3 separate regions of the Mus musculus genome follow, and all the other regions are linked to region 3. A link is a contact called in public HiChIP or PLAC-seq and promoter capture Hi-C data. All regions are on one chromosome and are shown on one strand. Each heading gives the region's core, a stretch centred on a gene start, on an enhancer-like site or on the middle of the called end of the contact. The rest is flanking DNA. Distances are from core to core; before and after follow the strand shown.

Evidence for each region. Promoter capture Hi-C pulls out the DNA fragments that hold promoters and counts their contacts. HiChIP or PLAC-seq counts read pairs in DNA pulled down with a chosen protein or histone mark.
Region 1: a promoter capture Hi-C map of hippocampal neurons shows a contact between it and region 3, with 1.6 times the contacts expected there. The contact joins the promoter of Amn here to the enhancer-like site in region 3. A contact is called at or near these places in 7 of 39 promoter capture datasets (3T3-L1-derived adipocytes, cranial neural crest, frontonasal cranial neural crest and 4 more), 1 of 115 datasets of contacts at active chromatin or transcription factors (embryonic stem cells) and 3 of 9 other capture datasets (adipose tissue, liver and pancreatic islet).
Region 2: an H3K27ac HiChIP or PLAC-seq map of SST interneurons shows a contact between it and region 3, with 2.6 times the contacts expected there. The contact joins two enhancer-like sites. A contact is called at or near these places in 7 of 484 Hi-C or Micro-C datasets (CD8 T cells, cerebral cortex, liver and 3 more) and 3 of 115 datasets of contacts at active chromatin or transcription factors (SST interneurons, VIP interneurons and bone marrow-derived macrophages).

What each region holds. Positions count from the first base shown.
Region 1 is chr12:111,269,701-111,272,400 of GRCm38.p6, forward strand. Amn (amnionless) reads left to right here and starts at 1,396. Exons shown (of 12, transcript NM_033603.3): 1 at 1,396-1,464; 2 at 1,997-2,115; 3 at 2,198-2,242. The coding sequence starts at 1,422. Gm51960 (a long non-coding RNA gene) reads right to left here. Exons shown (of 3, transcript XR_003950150.1): 2 at 2,120-2,325; 3 at 1-1,515.
Region 2 is chr12:111,087,172-111,089,871 of GRCm38.p6, forward strand. The region is part of intron 3 of Rcor1 (REST corepressor 1); the gene reads left to right. Among named protein-coding and RNA genes, the nearest start is that of Rcor1, 49 kb to the left of the region's middle. Within about 2 kb of position 1,285, at least 112 of the 459 cell types and tissues checked have an H3K27ac peak or open chromatin away from gene starts, as enhancers often do. A contact at or near this core is called in SST interneurons and cerebral cortex, where this site is marked.
Region 3 is chr12:111,201,959-111,204,658 of GRCm38.p6, forward strand. The region is part of intron 1 of Traf3 (TNF receptor-associated factor 3); the gene reads left to right. Among named protein-coding and RNA genes, the nearest start is that of 4930595D18Rik, 19 kb to the left of the region's middle. Within about 2 kb of position 1,298, at least 31 of the 459 cell types and tissues checked have an H3K27ac peak or open chromatin away from gene starts, as enhancers often do. A contact at or near this core is called in SST interneurons, cerebral cortex and hippocampal neurons, where this site is marked.

The DNA.
Region 1 (2,700 bases), core at 146-2,645, 68 kb after region 3:
AAAACACCTGGCAAAGGTGGCCTCAGGAAAGAAAAGTGTGTTTGGGCTTACAGTTGGAGGAGACGGCAGGGAGGGCATGAGGCGGCTGGTCATACTGGTATGTCATACACATCGCGCTGTGGTATGGCTCAGGAAGCAGAGAGGAAGACTTTCCACAGTCAGTGCAGGTCTGGCCCGATCAGTGTCTGGAGAGACCTTCACAGCCACAGCCAGAGGTGTGTCTGGGGTGAACCTGCTAAGCTGGCTGTGAAGTCACACCATGCAACCCACCAACCAAACCTCATCTGCCCACAGTTCACCCACACTCCTCCCTGGTATCTTCTTCAGGCATCCATTTTTGCCCCACAGGGACATGTGACTGGGCGGGGCTGGATGACAAGAGACAACTCCCGAGTGACATGTTGACCTCTGGGCTGGGAAGCTTCTTGCCTGGGGTAGCCTCTCATTACCCCGTTTGCCCGATCTCCATCCTCTTTCCGGCCCTGCCAAGGGACCCGCCTCATCTACTGTCTGTTTCCACTCATCCCACATAAAATCTGTTACCTCTCCTCGACCTTCCTGTTACCTCAGCCAACACTCCTTGCAGATGGACCCCACCAGCATCTTCACCCCACTTTCCCAGCATCCTCAGTCTGCCATCCACCAGACATCCCTTCCGGTCCACTCTTCCCCCCCACACACACAACCTAGTCATGTCTACAGCTGCCATCACTCCCACCCAGCCACCACCCACTGTCCCCTACCCACTCATCCACAGCTATCAGTGAGCCACCCTCTACCATTAGCCCAGTCACTCTCCAGCCACTGTCATCCCCATTGCTATCAGGAATTTAACATCCAACACCAGGTGCCACTGTCAATGATGTACTCACAGAAGCCCTCCTCAAGCCACTGCCACCACCGTTTGGTGACTGGCCCACCCGTCATTTCTCTCACTGGTGATTCTCCATTCATCGTGCACCCTGCCTGTCACCTCTAACCTGCCTTCATGGCCAGCCTACCCAGGCACGTCACTCTCTGCCTTAGCTCTCTTTGTTCTCTTCCAGGACCTTCACGCGCCTTTGACATCCCTTCCGGTCTGTTCTGCAACCCACACAATCCCTGCAGAGCACACACCCAGGCTAAGACTTCAGGCCTGGAGAAGATGGGCAAAGATGGCTGAGTTCCAGGGTTCTTGGCCACCTCCACACCGTGTCACCGGGAAAGTCAGGACGACACCCTCTTATTGGGTACCCAGGGTCCTGGGTCCTAAAGGGCAGATGCTAAAGCCGCTGAGAAGATTCCTCCAAGGGCCCTCAGGAGACAGCTGGGCGATCCCAAGGTAAATGTGTAACATCTGGGCGCCCCCTGTCCCTCAGCCCCGCCCGGTCACGTGGGGCCCTCGGAGCGAAGTCCGCATCTGTGAGAGCCTCGGCGGAGAGATGGGTGCTCTGGGCCGGGTCCTGCTGTGGCTGCAGCTCTGTGGTAGGCCCCGTGTCCCCCTGGGTCTGGACCTTGATTGAGGCTGAGGTTTCTCTAGGAAGGGTCGCGATCGCAGGAGAGGTTGGGATATGGAGGTGGCGTTGGCAGCCTGCCTCAATTTCCCGGTCCTCTGGCGTGGGTTGGTAAAGTTTCCAAAGCCCAGGAAGTGGAGAAACCGCAGCCTATTCCCGTGGACCTCCCAGCCCCTGGCGCCTCCTCTGTGCACAATCGGGACAGGGTCGCCAACTCCGGGCTCTGGGACCCCTCTCTGCCCCAGTGAGCTTCCCGCCAGAGCTCTTTCCTAAGGGCCGATTCCCCTCCGACCCCCCCCCCCCCGGGCAGTCAGAGTGCTGTGAATAGAGACGACGTTCCGAGGGAGGAGAAGGGCATGTTTGCGCGGGTTCTGTAGATCAGCTAAGAGTGCGCCTGAGAACGCCGCGGTGGGGCCTGACCGCCTTGCGCTGTGTGCACCTCTGCCGCGCCTCTTTGGAAAGTCGCCTTCCCAGAAGGCGACACTCAGCCTTCCTTTCTTTAGCAATGACTCGGGCCGCCTACAAACTTTGGGTCCCCAATACCTCCTTCGATACTGCCTCCAACTGGAACCAGAACCGGACCCCGTGCGCGGGAGATGCGGTTCAGTTCCCGGCGGACAAGGTACCTTGGTGGGGGGTTGAGGGGATGAACTGGAGGTGGGGAGGTCGGTCAGCCTCGCGCCTAACGCCACCTCTTGCTGCAGATGGTGTCGGTCCTGGTACGAGACAGTCACGCCATCTCGGATATGGTAAGGCTCGGGGCTGTGGCCTCAGCGGGCATGGCTGGCCCTGGGTCGTGCGCCGCCATGGAGCCTCTGGGTAGAGACAATCTCTGGGAAAGGACATCAGAGAGTACGTGGGGTCTCCCAGTCCAGCTCCACTGTCCCCTCCCCCACAGTATCTAAGTGCAGGGTGGGCTCTGGGAAACGTGCCTGCCCTTCCCTTCCTGGAGGCCATGTTAACAAGCTACCAGTGGCCCAGCTAGCCGGAGGGTGAGGAGCAAGAGGTTAAACAGCCCCTGCCTCCCCTCATGCTAAGGCTATGTGCTTTATAAATAAAGGCTGATGGTCCCGAGACCCTAGTTCAGACCCTGTGGTTGGAGCTAAGAATGAACTCTCTCTCTCTCTTCCTTTCTTCCTTAATTCCTTTTCTTTTGGTTTTTCTAGACTGTGTTTCTCTGTGTAGCTCTGGCTGTCCTGAAACTCAC
Region 2 (2,700 bases), core at 35-2,534, 110 kb before region 3:
CTTGCTTCACTGCTAGGCCTACAAATACAGGGTTAGACAGGTAAACCACTCAAGGCACTGGGATTCAGAGATGGAAACAGCTTTCCGATTGCCACTATCCTGCCTGCCTAAGACCTAGTTGAAGGTGGCCTTGAAATGAGTCATTTGTAAGGCAGTCTCTAGTCATTAAAAGGAAGTTTGGGGCATGAATGAAATAAATATATCAGGAGCCTGGCAGTGGTGGTACACACCTTTAATCCCAATACTCTGAAAAGCCTGGTCTATAGAGCTCAGTTTCTGGTCAGCCAAAGCTACACAGAGAAACCCTGTCTCGAAAAGCCAACAAACAAAAATACAAATATACGTTAGGCACTGAAGGTGTTGCCTAGAGGCAGAAAATTGATTTAACATAGGAAAGGCCTAGATTTGTTTCTCAGGACTGAGAAAAGAAACATAAAAGGGATTGTGTTCAGTAGGAGAGCACTTGCCTGTCATGGATGGAAGGAACTTCAGGTGTGATTTCTAGCACTGCAAAAAAGAAATGTTGTGACAGAGTTGATTTGATAATTGTTTACACGTGTGTATCTTAAATGTTTTCCTAATACTCTATGAAGGACTGACGAAGAGTCTCATCCTTGTTCTGTAGTCGAGCAAAGGAGTTCAGCTAGCAGTTTCTCAGGAGAAGCCAAGGCTGCTTTCTTTCCATTCTGCTCAAGAATAGAGAGATGACGCACTGTCTTAGTCTATGCCGCCCTCTACCCCACCCTCCCTATTAAAGCCAGGCAGATCTTGAGTCTTTGAATTATTTCGTGCACAGCCAAGTACACACAGTTAATAAGGTTGCTGTGAGTGTTCAGCTCCCTGCTTAGGGACAGGTCTGGAAGAGTTGAAGGGATGTGTGTGTGTCTGACTATTTTGAGACAGGGTCTCACCATGTAGCTCTGGCTGGTCCGGAATTCACAGTGACGTCCAAACTGGCCGCATAGAGACTCACCTGCCTCCTGAGGGCTGAGGGTAAAGGTGTGCCTGGTCTGCTCACTCTTACACTGATATGCAAATGTGAGTTCTGGAAAAGAGGACAGAATTATCCAGTTACAGAGAAGTACACTTAAGACCTGAAGAGAACTTAGCCTCCTGCGCTGTGCGCTGGGATGGAGCAGTCATCTCTTGTCTCTCCATGGTGGTCTTCACTGGTGGCTGGGGAATGGGCACGCACGCAGTGGGAATAGTAACAAACAGCATAGTTATCTTGTTTCTGACTTGCCTTCTCTTGTTCCTTCAAGATAGTCAGGGTTCAGATGTTGGCTGTAGTAATGTCTTTGTCCACCAGGTGGCAGAACTGTTGTACGTAAATGTTCCTTTTGCTTCTATGTGAGTCTTAGGGATAACTTCTTTCATAATAATAAAAGGAAATGCCATGGTCTTTTTTTTTTTATCATACTCCATTGTTCTGGGGATTGAACCCAGAACCTTGTGCACACCAGGCATAACGCTCTACTGAGCAGCATCTCCAATCTTGTTATTACATTCTTTAGAAATGTTTGGCAGTCTCAATTTTAAGCCATGACAGAAATTACTGTAGTGTTTCCTTTGCAGTACCTAGTGCCACTGCAAACCGTTATAGTCTTTTTCTAAGCTCCATTAAGACCATAAGCTTTGTCCTCAGCCTGCCTTATGGTCTGAGCCTCCTACTCTGTAACCGACTCAGGATGACAGTTTCTGAATCTGCAGTGTCTGGGGGAGGGAAGGGTGAATTGGTTACCATAGCAGCTTTCATCTGTTCTTTCTTTTGCAATTGAATTTGAAACTCTTGCTACTCTAAGGACTTTGTTTCATTGGGTTAAAAATATTAACATAGAAACAAAGCGCAAGCCAAGGCATATTTTGTTACTTGCCTTTGGCCTCTATCACATTCCTTTGATCATGCTGTATTTTACTCTGTTCAAGCTACACCAAATAGTGAGTGAGTACTGCAACCCTAAAAAGCCATGGATTAATACAGTCTCTGTTTTATGATCACAGTGGTGCAGATCTGTCACCATCAGAGTTAATATCAGGTGGTTCTCCAGGCCTGTTTGGATATAATTGTCAAGTAAACAGCCCTGCACTGCGCCATGGTGGTGATGTCAGCGCAGACGGAGTCTGCCCAGTGCTGAGTCTGAGGCTTCTGACCTGCAGGCGGGTGTCAGTGGGAGTAGTCAGTCAGCGACAGGCCTCTCCTCTCCCAAGCGTGGGCAGGATGCCCTGGGGACAGAGCCACTGTGCTGCTGCTTAAGCTGTGTGACCTCTGTGGACCTCCTGCCTTGGTCCCCAAGAGGTTCTGCACAGGACCCCTCAGCCCCTTACAGAGACAGACACGGACTCTCCCCTGGAGAGATCCTCAGGGGACTTGTGTTTCTCCTGAGCCATTTCATTTCCTTTAAGCTCCTGTAAGCTTTTGTTCTTATGAGAGCAGAGTTGATTTTCTTAGGCGGAAAGTTTATTTTCATGGAAGGGCTTTTAACCATGAGGGAGTTTTTAGCTAATGCATATCTCCCATTTCATCGCTTGTACCAAATGCTGTCCTGTGCAAAGTAGGGTGGGGGGTAGGTGTCCACCTCTCTCAGAAAATCAGAGAAGTGAGGACCAGGTAGTGTAGCAGAGAGGCCTACCAAAATTAGTATTTGTGTAACTAACTCCGAAGAACATTTCAAGAAAAGCAAGAAGAGTGGATGCCCGTGG
Region 3 (2,700 bases), core at 48-2,547:
ACTAAACCTCTGAAGTGTAAGCCAGCCCCAGTTAATGTTTTTCTTATAAAAAGAGTTGTCGTGGGCTGGAGAGATGGCTCAGTGGTTAAGGCACCGACTGCTCTTCCAGCGTTCAGTTCCCAGCACCCACACGGTGGCTCACAACCATCTGTAATGGGATCTGATGCCCTCTTCTGATGTGTCTGAAGACAGCTATAGTGTACTCATAAACATAAAATAAATCTTAAAAAAAAATAGAGTTGCTGTAGTCACGCTGTCTCTTCCCAGCAATAGAAACCCTAACGGAACCCAAGGCCTCAGGCCCCAGCAGTACAGTGGACCTCATGAGCTCTTGCTGAGGTCGGTTTTGCTACACAGGGACACGCGGCTGTCTTGACCGTGCGTCCCAGCCAGCCCACTCCTCCAGCTTCACCGTAGATCCTTCCTAGAGGACCTTGTCCTGACCTGTGTTTGGATCTGCGGAGTAGCTCCTGTCCTCTCTGACCACGGCACTTGTCCTCGTGATAACCTGCTCTCCAGTTGCAGTCCTACTGGGTGCCTGTAGCCACTGTCATGGTAAACTGTCACCCGCAGCCCCTTTCCAAGTAATACATAGCGTTCAGCAGATGAGTCAATGAATGAACAAACTACTGCAAAGTGAAAGCCACCTAGGATACCGCTACTGTTGGTGAGGTCTCTTCTGAATCTGATTGCATGGCCAATGGTTTACTATTTCAGGTCCTCTGACCACGTCGTTGTGTTTACTATTCTGGGTGTCCAAGGGAAAGCTACCTGTACAGGAGCTAGGCATGCTTGGTGTGTTGGCTTTTTTTTTTTTTTTTGTACTGAAAGCTGTGAAGCTGTGGTTCATTCTCAGAGCCTCTCAGCAGGGACTTAGAAGCTGACATTTTGATGGCAGATGTGCGCAGTGCTCACAGGCAGCTTGAGTATTAAAGACTGTGTGTCACTATGCACATTTCACCCATTTCAGCATTGTGACCTGTCTCACTCACTTGTACCAGCAATACCCCAGCATAAACCACAAACCAGGCAGCCTTTAGGGAACGGGTCAGAAATCCAGAAATACCTCTAGAAGTTTATAACATTTCTTAAAGATCCAAAAACAAAAAAAACAAAAAACAAAAAAAACAAAAAACAAAACAAAACAAAAAACCCGTTGTGGCTCCAAAGGCAGCTGCCTCTGCTGAGGAGTCTGTCTCCAGCGCCTTTGCTTCCGAGGCTGGTAGCTTTCAGAAAGACTGCAATGCAGCGCTTAGCAAAGCCCTGTTAATATGGAAGCCGCCCGCTCCCCTTCAGGCTGCTGCTGCTGCCGCCTATGAGCTGAAGGAGGAGATGGTGGGTCTAATATGCCCTAGGACCTGCAGTTCTGTGATTCGACGCAGGCAATTCTGTGAATGCCTTGGCTAGCACAGGCTTGTCCTGCAGCAGCTGAGTTTCTGGTGCAGTGGGCTTTCCTCGGAATGTGAAACTGAAGATGCCTTTGCAGTTTGTGCCTCATAATTTGGTTTTCATCTGTGAGTTCAGATGGTGGGTTATACAAAGGTAAGGGGCTTTAACAATCATGAATTTTTATATTTAAAGTATTTATGAATATCCCAAGTCAAAGTAAATAATTGTGATTTGAGTAGATCTCTACTGTATCTAAAATAAAACTTTGTGTTGTATTAATGACAGTTTTGACATTTGAAGGATTGTCTTATTTATCATGGACTATTCATCCTCTAATGAATTACTCACAATGTTCTTTGAAAAGGGGTTGCTTTTACTTTGGCTTTCTAGTAAACAAGCTTGACTCTCAGAAATCTAGGTATGGATTATAATATGTTTGTTTTTTTAAACAATAATTTCATTGATCTGGCGTAGGATATCTCCTTTTTCTGGCGTAAAATATATCACCACCCATATATGATAGATGATAAAGTCTAGTTCCCTGAGTTCTTCTTTTTCCTCAGATGAAAATCCTCAGATGAGCATTTTCTCAAGTGCGGATGGAGCTCTTTGCTCATGTATGGGATGCACTGAGCACTGCCTTCAGCTGCGCCTCTTTGTTTATCTATGAGGGGGGCTAGATTCTAACTCAGATTGGTTTTGCTATAGGTTGGTGACCCCAAAATATATCAAATGCATCATGGTTGGTAATTTTATATGTCCGACACCAAGAAATATGTCAGGGTTACCATGGCAACTGCATGTGTTCTGAAAAGCTTGTGAATGGGCTCTGAACCTTCTGGCATTTTAACTGAGATTTTCCAGCTGAGAGTCTGAATACATGATCAGTGTAAATAAATTCAGCTTTCTGTGGAGAGGACATCCTGTCTCCGGAGTTGACTACCCTGCTCAGTTCTTTCTCTTGTAACATCTACCTTGCCTCTTGGTTCCCAGTCACAGGCTATGTGAAAGCTTGTTTTCAGCCTCAGGTTGGGGAGCCATCTGACCACAGTTACCAATGGACCATGTAGAATGGATCCATTGCCTGATAATCCCCTCACCCCAAACTGTACTTGTAGCTTCATGTCCTACTGTGGTGTGGTGTTCTGGTGGAGCTTGCTGTCCATCTGAAAAACTTCTTTCTAGAAGTTTCCAGCTCCAGAGAGCCTGACTTGCTGTTAGTTTGAAAGCTGTGGTGGTTGGTTTGGGGAAGGAGATCTAGTGAGCAAGCTTATGTGAATTATAATGGAGGACCAATTGGCTTTATGATCA